Regions from separate parts of the Pan troglodytes genome. Here region 1 is linked to region 2. The links are chromatin contacts, called in public Hi-C maps. All regions are on one chromosome and are shown on one strand. Each heading gives the region's core, a stretch centred on a gene start, on an enhancer-like site or on the middle of the called end of the contact. The rest is flanking DNA. Distances are from core to core; before and after follow the strand shown. Region 1 holds the start of ATP5F1E (ATP synthase F1 subunit epsilon). Region 2 overlaps GNAS (GNAS complex locus).

Region 1 (6,612 bases), core at 2-2,501, 150 kb after region 2:
GAGGGGTGCTATTTTCTCATGTTTTAGAATTTATTTTGGGGACTCAGAGGTATGAGTTCCAATGCCTGCTTCCATTCTTACTAACTGGGTGACCTTCAGGCTGTTCAACCTTTTCAGCACGTTTACTCACCTGAAAAAAACAACAGAATAAAAGGACAATAATATCTGTCCTGTTGATAGCTGGAAGGAGGAAAAACAAGTGTGAAAAAGTACGGATCACAGGGTAGGTTGCCTAATAAACGGTATCTACTACTGGGACTATCATCCTTCCATCCTTCCAATTCTACAAGACTTCGCTGGCTTGACCTCAGCAAGTCGGGAAGCTCCGCTGTAGTGTAGTCACATGTACCCACAAAATGTAAAGTGCTACACCATCCAGTCAACTAACAAGGTGTGTCACCTAGAGCAAGGTACTTCTGCTCACTCAGGTGCACGGGTAAAAAAAAATCGGATGTGACAGCTAGACCAATGGTTTGCGGTTCCACTATGAGACACCATGTCCTCAAGTGGGTTCCATATTTGAGCTTTCCAGGAGCCACCTCTCATCTTTGTGAGGGGCTCTCGACAGTTACGGCTTTCACCCCTTTTAGACATAAGGAAACCTGAAATCAACAGGACTTAAAAGTTTAAAAAAAAATGTGTAAAGTTGTAAAAGGCTCCACCTCGATGCTGGATTAAAGGTCAAAGCTGCTAACGGCGGTCACGTGGAGAGAAATCTCCTGTTTCCCGAGGTGGATGTGACTGTACTACTTTCACCACCTGGCTCCAGCACCATTCTAGAAGAAAAAGGTTTGCTGAATAAGAGCTGGCCTCTCTCTCTCTCTCGAGAAACCTGCCATTCACAAAGGTGTCCAGGGGCACTCTGTGGGTGCTGGGCCGCACCGTCGGGAAGCGAGGCAGGACACAGACGCGCTCCCACGCGAGGTCGAGGCCGCGCTCGCCTGAGCGCTTTGCCCATAGCGACGCCATCTTGGTTGGGCTTGGCCCAACCCCGGTCACGCGTGGGGCCGCTGCTCCGTGTCCTGCATGACCTCTGGGCACCGGGATGCGCGCGGGCCGGCTCGCGAAGCCCTTCCCTCTGGAGGCCTGGGCCTACCTGAGTCCAGCCTGTCTCCAGTAGGCCACCATGCTGTAGGGAAAGCGGAGCTCGTCGGGCCGAATCGCCAAGACGCCGGCAATGTCGGCTCAGCCGGGCGGTTCAGCCGCAGGAAGATCAGACCACAGAAGCGGAAGGGGCGGGGCGTGCGGACCTGCCAATCACCGCCTCCTACCCGGCCCCGCCCCTGAGCACGGCCCCTGCTGCCCTGCCGCGGAAGCCCCCCGGCGCCGGGAGCCAATGGGCGCGCGCGGTCTGGACTGCGGGTGCCAATCCCGGGGCGGGCCGGCCGGCCGCGCCCACCTATTGGCTCCAAGAGCTCCCGGGGCGTGTGTCCCCCGACCTTCCGTATTACCCCGGCGGGGACGACCGGGGCAAGAAGGCCGGGGTGTCCCCGCTCGCTAAGGACCACTGAGCCGCGTGCTTTCGGGAAGCGAGGACGCGAGGCGGCGCGGGCACGGCCGCTCCGAGGGCCTGGCTTTGCGCCCGCTTCAGGGAAACGGCGCCGGCTTTTTTAAATCTGTGGACAGACAAGCGTGTCCTGAGAGCTGAGATTTAGAAAGGCTGTTAGGGCACCCCCTTTCTCGGAGTGACACTAAACCCTGGAAACCCAGTGGAGGACCCCCTAGCGTTTTCTGTAGTTCTAGGACCTGCTTCCGATGTGCGACAAGACGGAGGGTAAGGCAACAGTTGCCACTGTTGCCCGGAATGGATGGGAAGAAAAATGTGAGGAAAACCCACTGGAGGCACAGGGGAACTGCCACGCGGCCGGGAAAATGCTCATCTCAGAGCCTGTGATTTAGAGAAACTAACCCAACGCAGTGAAGGCTCACAGTCTAGGAATTAAAGTGTTTCTCTCATAAAGAAAAAAAAGCCTTTGCCCTTCACCTTTAATTACTAAAAAGAAATTATAATCAGGAAAAACATCACTTAAAAGAAAGTTTTTATTAACAAAAGTTTTCCTTAATCCACATTTCAACTTTATTAAATAGTCCAAGGGTTTCATTTATGAACACTTATTCCAGTTTAGTTCTCTTAAATTCATTTGCTTGTTGTGCATTTATGTTTAAAAAGGTAACTAACTGCACTGGAAAATGAAAATGTATAGTTTTATCAATAGGTCAGTTTTAAAAAAATCAAAGGATAAGGATTTAAAAATATTAGGGCATTACACCTTTTTCAGAACAAGGATAATTTACAGAAATTATACAAAGCAGATTTTCATCAAATAGCAATTATTTAGCGATGTTTTATTTAGCTGAAATGTTATTTCACTTGTAAAAACTATCTCCGGTTACAAAAAAAAATCAGAAACCTTATTAAATTTAACCTGCTTTTACAAATGTCCTAAGAAGTCTTAAGCTAAACAAAATTTAAGTAGGAAAACGATAATTTAAAAATAGTGTGTTATACTATTTCTGTGGTTTATGTACATATATTAACTGGTCTCTTGGATAGGAAACATGACTAGAAGTTTATCACACTAAGCACTGTAAAATAAAGGCAAGAGCTAATCATCTTCTAGCAAAAATAGTCTCTATGCAACAATTGCAAATGTCAAAGCTATTATTTAATGGTTAATTGCCTGCTACAGTACATAAAGTACATTTACTGGATTGTTTTTCAGTTTGCAGCTGCCCTCTTGACATCCCAAATAAGGAATTCCCGTTAAGTAAAACCTGCAGTGCAATTCACTCAGTGGTTAGTTTCAGGCCAAGCCTCCCCCTACCATTATCCTTGTTCTTCCCCACCGCCCCCAAATCCTGCAGTGGCACCATATTATTAAAAACACTAAGTACCTGGGATTTATGCCTCAGAGCAAGACATCATTTGAGTAATTTCAAATGATACACAGCTCCTTCATGTAAAAAAGATGTTTTGTGGTCACAATTACTTCAAAAAGTAATTATATTCAAATAACCTGACATATCATGCCTTAGCAATTACAAAACCATGATTTTGACACATGGCAATTTTTAAGTTAGGCAAATGTGAAATGCTAAAAGATGTGAACAGCTGTTCTTCTGTTTAAGTTAGAGCACTGCAAAACTCAGGTAATGACTTTTATTTTTTTCAGTTAACATAACCAGCCCACGATACAGCATACTAAATCACAAAGTACAAATCCAAGGAAGTTAATACCTTTACTAAGTTACAAAACTTGGGCAAATCAATACAGTACTCTTTTATAATGAAACCATACTTTTGTTGGAGTCATGTTACTTTAGTGATAATTTTCACTCCAAAAATATTTAAGTACCAAATCAAAACACTGGTTTTTAATGGTGGTTTATAGCATAGTAAGGTATTTTACACAAAATATATTTTAAAACTACACAATTTCTCCTTTTAAGTGAGCTCCCTTGTGCAAGCTGCTGAAGTGTACAGCAGCAGGGCAATGGGCGTCTATAGGAGGTGGCTCTGCTCTGTTCTGGGGTTGGTCCAAAGTCAGGTGGAGTTCCAATGTATGAAAAGCTTGAAAAATCTACCTTAAGGAGACTGAATATCAATACCAGTTTCCAAGGAGTTCTTGTTGAATTTTCACAGAGATACTGGAACCCTCAAAATCAGATAGTAATTTCAAACAACATTAATTTCAGATGATCCCTTTTATTTAGAGGCCCTGCATCTGTTTTGATCAAGTCACATAGCCTTACACCAACTTATCAAAAAAAAAAAAAAAAAACTACCCAAAATATAGTTGTATTTTTAAAATACCAAATAAATATATAGTCAGTTTGGAGAGACCTGGAGTACCCGACGTTGTCTACCAACTGTCACAATCACTTCTCTGCAAACGCTGCTGCTGCCATTGGAGTCCTTATGGTTCCTCTTGCTGAGGCTGTCAGTTCTTCAATCTCAGCATTTAATTTATGTATTACCCATTCCATTGCTTCTCGGCCCTTAAAAAAATCCAATACATTTATTGTTACTGAGGGAGAGCAAAGGCATATATCGAACTAATGACACACCAGGAAGTAACAAGGGGCGTGACAAGTTTAACTCAATCTCAGGATGACAGATCGTTTTTGTCCTGGCTTTTTCTAATGTTATTTAGCAAACATCAAATGCCTTGAGCAACTGGCTTGATCCATAAACTGACTTTTATTTTGTATGCAAAAGATGTTCTCAAATGAATCTACAATTAAATGACAGAATGTCTTATTTGTTTCATTATTATAGTGGTCCCCTTTTTAGGGGCAAGAAGGTCAAATCCCTTTTCTTTACATTTTAAACCAAAATCCTGTGCAAGGTCCTGCAGGATCTGGTCCTCAACTCACTCCTCACCCCTTCTCTCCTAGTGTTCTATGTAGTTCCTTGAAAAACAGCATTCCCTACTTCCTGTCTCAGGGCCTTTGCACACGCAGCTGCTCCACCTAGAACACTCTTCTTGGAATACCCCTCGCAATCCACCTGCCCCCATTTGGCACTCAGCAGAAACATCAGTTACTGAACACTCAATAAGCACTCTCATACCTTTCTGTACCTTTACTTTCCTAATTACATGCTGTATGATTAATGTCACCTGCCTCTTAGTTCCACGGGGGCAGGGACCACATTTGTTTTGCTCCCTGCTGTATACCCTGTCTAGCCTAGCACTCTGCATGGCACAGAGAAGGCATCCATGAGTATCTCCTGATAACCACATTCACCATGTGTTATGTAACAGTGCATGGCATCTTTCTCTAAACTTACTGTTTCAGATCATGCATTCTCAATAAGCAAAAATTGGTTCTTGGGGGGATGGAAAAAATCTCCCTCTTTTAATGTATAAAGCCCACACATATGTATATGATATATAACTTAATGGAGGTGGCAATTAGGGAAAAAATGTCTAAAATGAGTTGGGGGGAGACAACAGTGAAAAAAGGTTGAGAAACAGTGCTTTAAATGACACACAGCTACACATCATCGAGCACTTCCTCAGTGCTGGGCCTCAGGCTACACACTTTCCATATGTTATCTCATTTACTCCACATCAACCCTGTAAAATGGGTAATCTCCACTTTAAAAACGGGAAACTGAGGCATAGAAAGGTTAACTTAATTGCCCAAGGTTAAAAGGCTAAAAGTTAGAGCTTGGATGTGAACCCAGAGCCTTTGTAAGTAACTGCCCAACGTGCTGCAGTTTCCTATGGTAGAATGGGCAAGGGTCAGCTTACAAGGACACACATGCAGTCAGCACCCCATTCCATTCCCAGGAAATGAACCAGGGAATAATAACCAAGAAGCAGCCTCACTTACTTTACTAGCGTTTGAGGATATGGTACTTGCCATCAGTCCTTCAAGGTAACTGCTGAGGCTAACTCCTTTCACGGTGATTATGGCTTCTTGTGTCAAAACAGTTCTGGAACAAAACATATTCACACAGGTTCAGATGACCCAGCTTTCATTTTCAAAAAACTTGATAAAAAAACCTTAAACACCCTTTACGATACATTTGTTAAAATATTTTTTACTCACTTTTCTGGATCCTGAGGATGTGGTTTGTATATAAGTCTCTCATCTACTGAAACCATGTTTGTAAATGAAATCTACAGAATGAAGAAAAAAAAAAAGATCAAATCATTTTGGAACTGAAGATTCAAAATGTTGCTAAAATCAACACACAAGCCAAAATCTTACTAAACATACAAAACAATAAATAAACCGCTGCTATTACTGCATAAACTATTCACTGCCTACTTTTTATTTAAAAAGCAAAGTTGAGGAAATAAAGTATAATAATGATAATACACATAATCCCAAACTCATTTTATTGAGTGCTATCCCCTTAGAGATAGGCAAGATCATGAGAGCAGGAAGGGTAAGGAAGCAACATCCAGGGCCAAGTTAGGCCAGCACATAAGCAGGGATTCTCTGAACCACATCATGAACACGCACTCACTTCCACGGCAACTAGGAGAGGGACAAAGAACTCAGCCAGACAGTTCGAAATGAAACAAAAGGGAGCCAAGACTTACATTAGTAGATTTAAGTTCCATTGTTTTCTCTACAGGATCAACTACAGAATGTTCTTGCACATATGTTTTCGTTCTTGCTGCACCAATAAGCTAAGTAAAACATTCAGAACTAGGAATCAGAGGAGGAAGAATTTCTTACCAAGTGTATCAATATTTTATTTGAAGGAAAAAATGTGTTACAATATTTTGAACCAAAAATCTGTTTCCTAAAAACCAGAGGAAACAAGCAAAGATCAGAAAGGAGGCCTATTCACATATCATGGATGAGAGGAGACTGCCAGACACAAAAACTTTTCCCAGAGGCAATTAGAAACCAGCCCACTGAGAACGTCTGCAACGTGAGGCACCACGCTGAATCTGCCGCAAGGCGACGGTGGAGCGCTGAGGCTGAGATATGGAAATCAGGTTTGGGGCAACATGGCAGCTAGAAAAAGGAGAACTCAAAGGCATCTGTCAGTATCTTCCTAGAACAGCCCAAGGGAGGGGGCACCTCAGCTTCATTCTCCAGACAGAAAAACAGCGTTCTTACGACGGAGGATCACACGTCAGTGTC
Region 2 (6,055 bases), core at 2,436-4,935:
TAGTCTTACATCTTAGCTCCTGGCCTGCCCTCCATCTTAGCTTCTGGCCTGCCTTCTATCTTAGTTCCTGGCCTGCCCTCCATCGTAGCTCCTGGCCTGCCCTCCATCGTAGCTCCTGGCCTGCCCTCCATCTTAGCTCCTGGCCTGCCCTCCATCTTAGCTCCTGGCCTGCCCTCCATCTTAGCTCCTGGCCTGCCTTCTATCTTTGCTCCTGGCCTGCCCTCTATCTTTGCTGCTGGCCTGCCTTCCATCTTAGTTCCTGGCCTGCCCTCTATCTTTGTTCCAGTCCTCCATCTTAGATCCTGAGCTTTGGGTCTCTTTTGTTTTGTTCCCTAATGCAGATAGAGATAGTCTATATTCAAATACTATAATTAATTTCCAGCCATTGTGGAATGAAAAACACATTTTAATTTCCAGAATTTAATTTCCAACTTTCCTTTCACAAATACTTTTAAATTATCTATTTATTACCCTTGAAATAATATGTCTTATGGATAGGTCTCTGTAACTATCACAGCATATGATAGTGACCTTTATGTTTTTTTGAAAATATCTGTGTAATACAGATTGCTAGCTATTTTTTATGTTAAAAATAAGACAAGGGAAGGTTGTCTGGATGACTGAACTGAAAGAACTCTCAGGTGAACTTTGCTCCATAGTGAATATGATTGAGATTTATAGAATTATTAAGTTGTGGCTTCTTAAAAATTGCCACCGAAACAAGAATGCCTGAATTTTGTGTTCTGGGTGATCGTGGATGAGCACATGGCACATCTGAAAAGTGATTTGGCCCCAGGCCTCCTTACCTCCCTGCAGGTGGCTGTGTTCTCTTCGGTTAATCCCATTAGCTGGCAAAGGCTGATGAGGCTACTCTTAAGGGACATGTGCGTTTTAATAAAGAGCTTTAGAGGCCCAAAAGCCCAGAGAGTCACATTTGTAATAGTGGGGTTCTCAAGAGTAGCATTCTAACAAGAGGCATTGGGGGGAACAGGGGAGAGCATTTGGGCAGTCACCCCCTCCCCACTTCTAGTTCCAGCCCCATACCCTGTTTTTCCAACCCAAGTCTATGGCTGCCTAGCAGCCCTCTAAGCAATGAGTTGACTTTCTTCCACTGTGACCCCAGGACACGTGGACCCCTCACACCAGATCTCCAAGTAGCAGCATAGTGCTCAGTGTTATTCTGCCTGGCAGCGGGGTGCCCCCCCCACCCCATTCAGTGGCAGTCAGGTTCAGATCGTAGCCTTCAGGGTGCCTGACTCATTCCGGCTCCGGTCGATAATGACAAGCCCCATGTTTTTCTCCAGCGTCCACGGCTATGACACATACAACAGTCAGGAAATAAAAGAGGCTTGAGTACTATACGGTTGCTTTACTTTCTTTAAAAAAGAAATATAATGTGAAGGACATGGGGGAAGGAGCAAGGAGGCAGGAGTCCAGGCCAGCAAATAAGCCAGCAGCAAAACAACCTTGTTGTTTGTATGTTACATAAACAGCCCCCCCAACTGTCCTGCGGTTATATCCTTAGGAAAAACTGGGGCTTAGTGGCGCTTGGGTTGATTTCACACCTTAGCTTAGAGTTACTCAGAGGTGTATTAACAGCTAATGATTCCATTGAGGGCGGCCCAGATTGCCATCTTGACTTGCCAGATATTAGCAATACTCTTATAGAAACCCAAAAGCCTGCCAATTAAGTTCCCCAGTGTAAGTTAAAAGGGGCCTTTCTGAGATGCGTGATCTTTAGGAAAAGGAAATTAAACTAATTTTGAAAGCTCCTAACACTCGAGTTTCCTTATAATGTAAGTAGGTGACGGCTGGGATTAATATTATGAGTCCCTCCCATAATGTGTATTTGAACAGATGTCATGGATTCTAATGGCAGAGTTCAAAGTCACTCAGAGGGGTGGGTTTTTATTTTTTTAATGTCACCCACCTGAAATTATTTTCAGAAAGTTCTGTAATGGCTAACAGGATTAGAATGACATTGTCACAAAATGATATGAGGTGTTAAAAAGACCCCTACATGATGCGGTGTCCACAACGCACAAGAAGTACCCCCCCCAACCCAAGTATGACTCAGTAACACTCAGTGAGGAGGAGAGCATCGAATTATATAAGTTACAGTTTTATTTCAGACACACAAGCACGTAGGCCAGCAGCGATAGTAAACATGCAGGCGTGCTTTCCCTCTGAGCATGAGAGGCGTTTGGATTTTATCCTCCCAGATGCAGAACCTCTGTACTTCTAAATAGCTTCCTCCTGACCCTTAGCTAAGTCAACGGGGAAAATCAGCCTCCAAGTTTTGCTAAATTGTGTACCATGACAGTGACTTGTATTTAGGAGACCTTGTGTGGATCTAAAGCCCAGAAGTAGCCACCACCACCGTTCCTCCTGATGAAAATGGCCTCACCAGCACCTCGCTGCAAACAGACACCAGCTCAAAACATTGATTTTCTCCCCACCCTCGCAAGGTTAGGATTCTGCTTAGAACTCTGCTTTAAGCTAAAATTTCCATCACCAAAGGGCCTGATTTCAGGCAGAGAAAGGACCACTTTAGCAAATGAGGGAAGCGAAGAGGAGTGGAGGAGGAGGGTCATTTCAACAGCAGCAAAACTCAGCCATGCCATTTTCCCTGACAGCACTTTAATTATGATGAAAGAACACGATTTTTTTTTTCCGGTTTTTACAGAGGAGGCTCGTGGTGGGGGGAAAGGAGGGGGCTCTGAAAGAGATGTGAGCTGCCAAGGTACAGAGTGCAAAGCGGCTGTCACTGCCAAATGACAGATGCAGTTGGAGAGGGGGAGAGAAGCCCTTCCCTGAGCCTGTGCACCAGTGGCCTGTTCTGTGGGGGCCCAAGACTAGTCAGCCAGGGGCAAATGGTGAATAGGATGGCCCAAAGGAGCCACCTGCTACATGCCAGCTTCCCCCTTCCCTTCCGTGAGATTTTAACCCCAGGGCTGGTTCTCCTAGTTGTGCTCTGCTCCAGCAGCTTTGAAAGCCTTGGAGGGGTTTCAAGTGGTCACGTACCTTATTGTTGAAAAGGATGTTTTTCTTTAAAGTCAGGTGCTAAGTCAGGTGTGAGGTTGAAATGGACACTTAAGGGCTTCAGAGCAGGATAAAGGGACAGAGCCCAGGAAGCCCAGGACTGATGCTCTGATGGGCAGAAGCCAGCCGTGTTTTAGGAATGGGGAAAGAGTTGGAGCACCAGATGTTAAGAGGGTACAGTCAGCTCAAGCAAGAACGAGAGAACGGCGCTGTCCCTGACTTCCCACCTCCCGGCCTTGCCAGTAATCCCTGCTCTGATTGGAGGCATGGGGTCCACAGGAGGCACCTATTGTGTTGCTACAACACCCAAAAGTGGCCTGAGAATTCTGGGCTGGTAGTGTTTAGAAAGAGATATAAGTGAATCCTAGACTCTCACAGCTGGAAAAAGCCTTTCTTCCTGGGAATGGGAAGTAACAAAATGAGTCCAGGTTAGCTGTGGAGTCCTTAGAGATGAAGGGAGCAGAGAGGGCGGAAAAGAAACAAAAACAAAGAAGGTGCATTATTTTGTGTTTCCTTTCACCTCCCTCCTTGGTTTTAGGGCCCTTTCCTGGCATGCAACAGGAAGTGCAGGCTGTGTTGAGAGCCTCTGGTGCAGACTTACGCAGAGCACAAGAGACGATGTGAGCCTGCTTGTCTGGGCTGCTTTTGTGTAACTGAATTACACAGTATCTATGTTAGAAGTGATGTCACCCAAGAGAGCCCCATGGCCTTGAACTAAACACCAAGGGGCATCGGGCCCCGGCCCCAGGAGGCCTGCTATGCAGCAACTTCTCTGAACAATTTGTGATTTTCTGTTCTTATTCCCCTCACTAAATTGTCATGCTGCTAGAGACACTTCTAATTTGATGGTTATTAATGGGCAGCTGGTAATGAAACAGCAAGGACTTAGGGCTTTGCAGTAGGTGAATTACGGACATTTACAAGTAAAACAACTTTATTTCTTACATTTAGCAAGAGGTTTAACAAGCAAAGTGCAACATCTGCAGAATCTTACGGGAGGAGGCAGTGGTCTTGAAATTGTGAGGCAGTACTGCAGGGATAGAGATCGCCTTTCCCTAGAACAACTGCAATCTCCCCATCAGAGCCAACTGGAAATACAAATTTGCTCCTATCTCCATGCGTGGTGATTCTGCCTGCTACAGAGATGGAGGAACAGTGATCTGGCTGATTGTAATGGACCCATTTAGGGAAAAACACTTAAAAAATATGTGAAAATGCATTTTCCCCCTATTCCTTCTGGAAAGCAACATTAGGGTCCGGCAGTTCTGTCTGGAAGGAGGGAGATGCAGGAGCAGCATCCTGGCTTATGACCGCCTGGCTGCTTAGTGGTTTTATTTTAGAAAGAGTTTTAATGCAGAGGCAGCGGTGGTGGTGGGGGTGCGGGTGGGGGGGGGGGGAGGGAGACAAATGAGATGTAGAGGTTTGCAGAGCCTGGAGGCCAAAGGAAGCCCACTTTAGCAGACCACATTTTCAGCATCAGAATAAGTAAAGTATTTGAGGATTTTTGTCTCCTCTTAAAAATAGGCACTTTGGAAAAGGAAAATATGCAGGCTTTTGAGAAACATAGTGAGGTGATCAGTTAATGTGAGGTGGTGGTGATTGTAATGTCGGAAGAATTGGTCTCATTTTTCATGTCACAATTAATATTGTTTGAGATTAGATAGCTTCTTAATTTAGACCATTTACATTTCACAGAGCACTAAAAAGCAAGCCTCCAAGCCACTTTCTGGCAGCACAAAGCCAAATAAATGGGAACAATATAACCTTAAAAAGATCCATTCTTTCACTTGTAGCTTTGCTCTGGTCAATATCGAGTCATTTAGCACAATCTAAAAAACTCACATTTTTCATTGCTAGAAATATGTAATTCTTCCTACTATTCATTGCCTGCAAATGTCCTGTTCTGGGGACCTTTTTGACTTGGGTTTTTGTCTTCTTGACACCAAAGCATACAATCAATTTGGTCAAAAGTTCAATCGTGAAAAAGCATCTGGATGTTTTGTCTATAAACAACCAGTTTGCCTGAATATTTGAGAGGATCAGCTCAGCCAACCACCTGTCCTGATGTTACCCCAACACAGCCCAAATGCACTCAGAGGGGTGCGGAAGGAAGGGTACACACAAACAAGGTGTGGGGGCCTCGCTTTCTCTGCTGCAGCCATCTGAAATCGGCTGCAGAGGAGGGGGGAAATGAAGCAGCAGGCTAGTCCTTCTAGGCAGACGTGGAGGGAGAACCGTGTGGAAAGATATCTTTATGGCTAGACTCTCAGCAACATCACTGTCAGAATCTGGTGCCTGCAGCCATCTTAGAATTTAGAGGAAGCTGAAGGCACCTGCCCACATTTTGTCTTAGGTTACAACCAGCTCAATCCAGCCAGCAAAAAATAAGGTTGAGAAGCATTTCACTTTTACAGAAAAAGAAAAAATCTCCATGATTCTGTTCCTTGAAAAAAAAAGCTGACCCTCCCCAACCCAAACCTTTTATTTCAAAGTCACCAAAACTGAGACTAGATAATCTCTCTCTCTCTCTTTTTCCTCGTGTGCATAGCCAGTTTAGACTCTCTTGGCTGGAATTTTTCCTGATCTCTCAGTGCAGTAAAAAGCCAGGCAGATGGGGGAGGAAGGGAACATGGAGAGGCAGAGGAAGGGGCAATGGCTCCTTGGCACATCTCCCTTTGTAGTTCAGTCTTACACGGTCCATTTTTATTTGCAAATAGCTCAGCCCAAAAGAGGGTATTGATATGACCCCCAGATGCTGTTCCGAATCCATCTTACTTATTTTCCCTCGGGGGTGCAGGCAGGGCAGAGCCCAGATATGATCAGACCTTCAAAGCGCAGCCTTGATCCTTTATTTTTCATGTTACAGTCACAGACCTTGAAAATGTGTTTTCAGCAGTTTACCACATACCGAGAATTTCAGGAAACAAAAGGTCAAGAATTGATGACTTAGATTTATTAGTGGCCCCATTAAGCAGACCTCAGAATTCTAATGATGGGTCTTTGCTAGACAAAT

What was found. A called contact is a pair of places that touch in the nucleus more often than the background predicts.
Region 1: a Hi-C map of stem cell-derived neural progenitor cells shows a contact between it and region 2, with 2.2 times the contacts expected there. The contact joins the promoter of ATP5F1E here to the enhancer-like site in region 2. A contact is called at or near these places in 1 of 7 Hi-C or Micro-C datasets (stem cell-derived neural progenitor cells) and 1 of 1 datasets of contacts at active chromatin or transcription factors (stem cell-derived excitatory neurons).

What each region holds. Positions count from the first base shown.
Region 1 is chr21:65,327,564-65,334,175 of NHGRI_mPanTro3-v2.0_pri, forward strand. It overlaps ATP5F1E (ATP synthase F1 subunit epsilon), which reads right to left and starts at 1,252. Exons shown (of 3, transcript XM_003317028.7): 1 at 1,097-1,252. The coding sequence starts at 1,128. It overlaps PRELID3B (PRELI domain containing 3B), which reads right to left. Exons shown (of 6, transcript XM_514752.6): 3 at 6,060-6,149; 4 at 5,560-5,630; 5 at 5,341-5,443; 6 at 2,023-3,999. The coding sequence ends at 3,880.
Region 2 is chr21:65,170,161-65,176,215 of NHGRI_mPanTro3-v2.0_pri, forward strand. The region is part of intron 1 of GNAS (GNAS complex locus); the gene reads left to right. All of the region lies in intron 1 of LOC104003639 (neuroendocrine secretory protein 55), which reads left to right. Among named protein-coding and RNA genes, the nearest start is that of GNAS, 37 kb to the left of the region's middle. Within about 2 kb of position 3,686, at least 3 of the 24 cell types and tissues checked have an H3K27ac peak or open chromatin away from gene starts, as enhancers often do. A contact at or near this core is called in stem cell-derived neural progenitor cells, where this site is marked.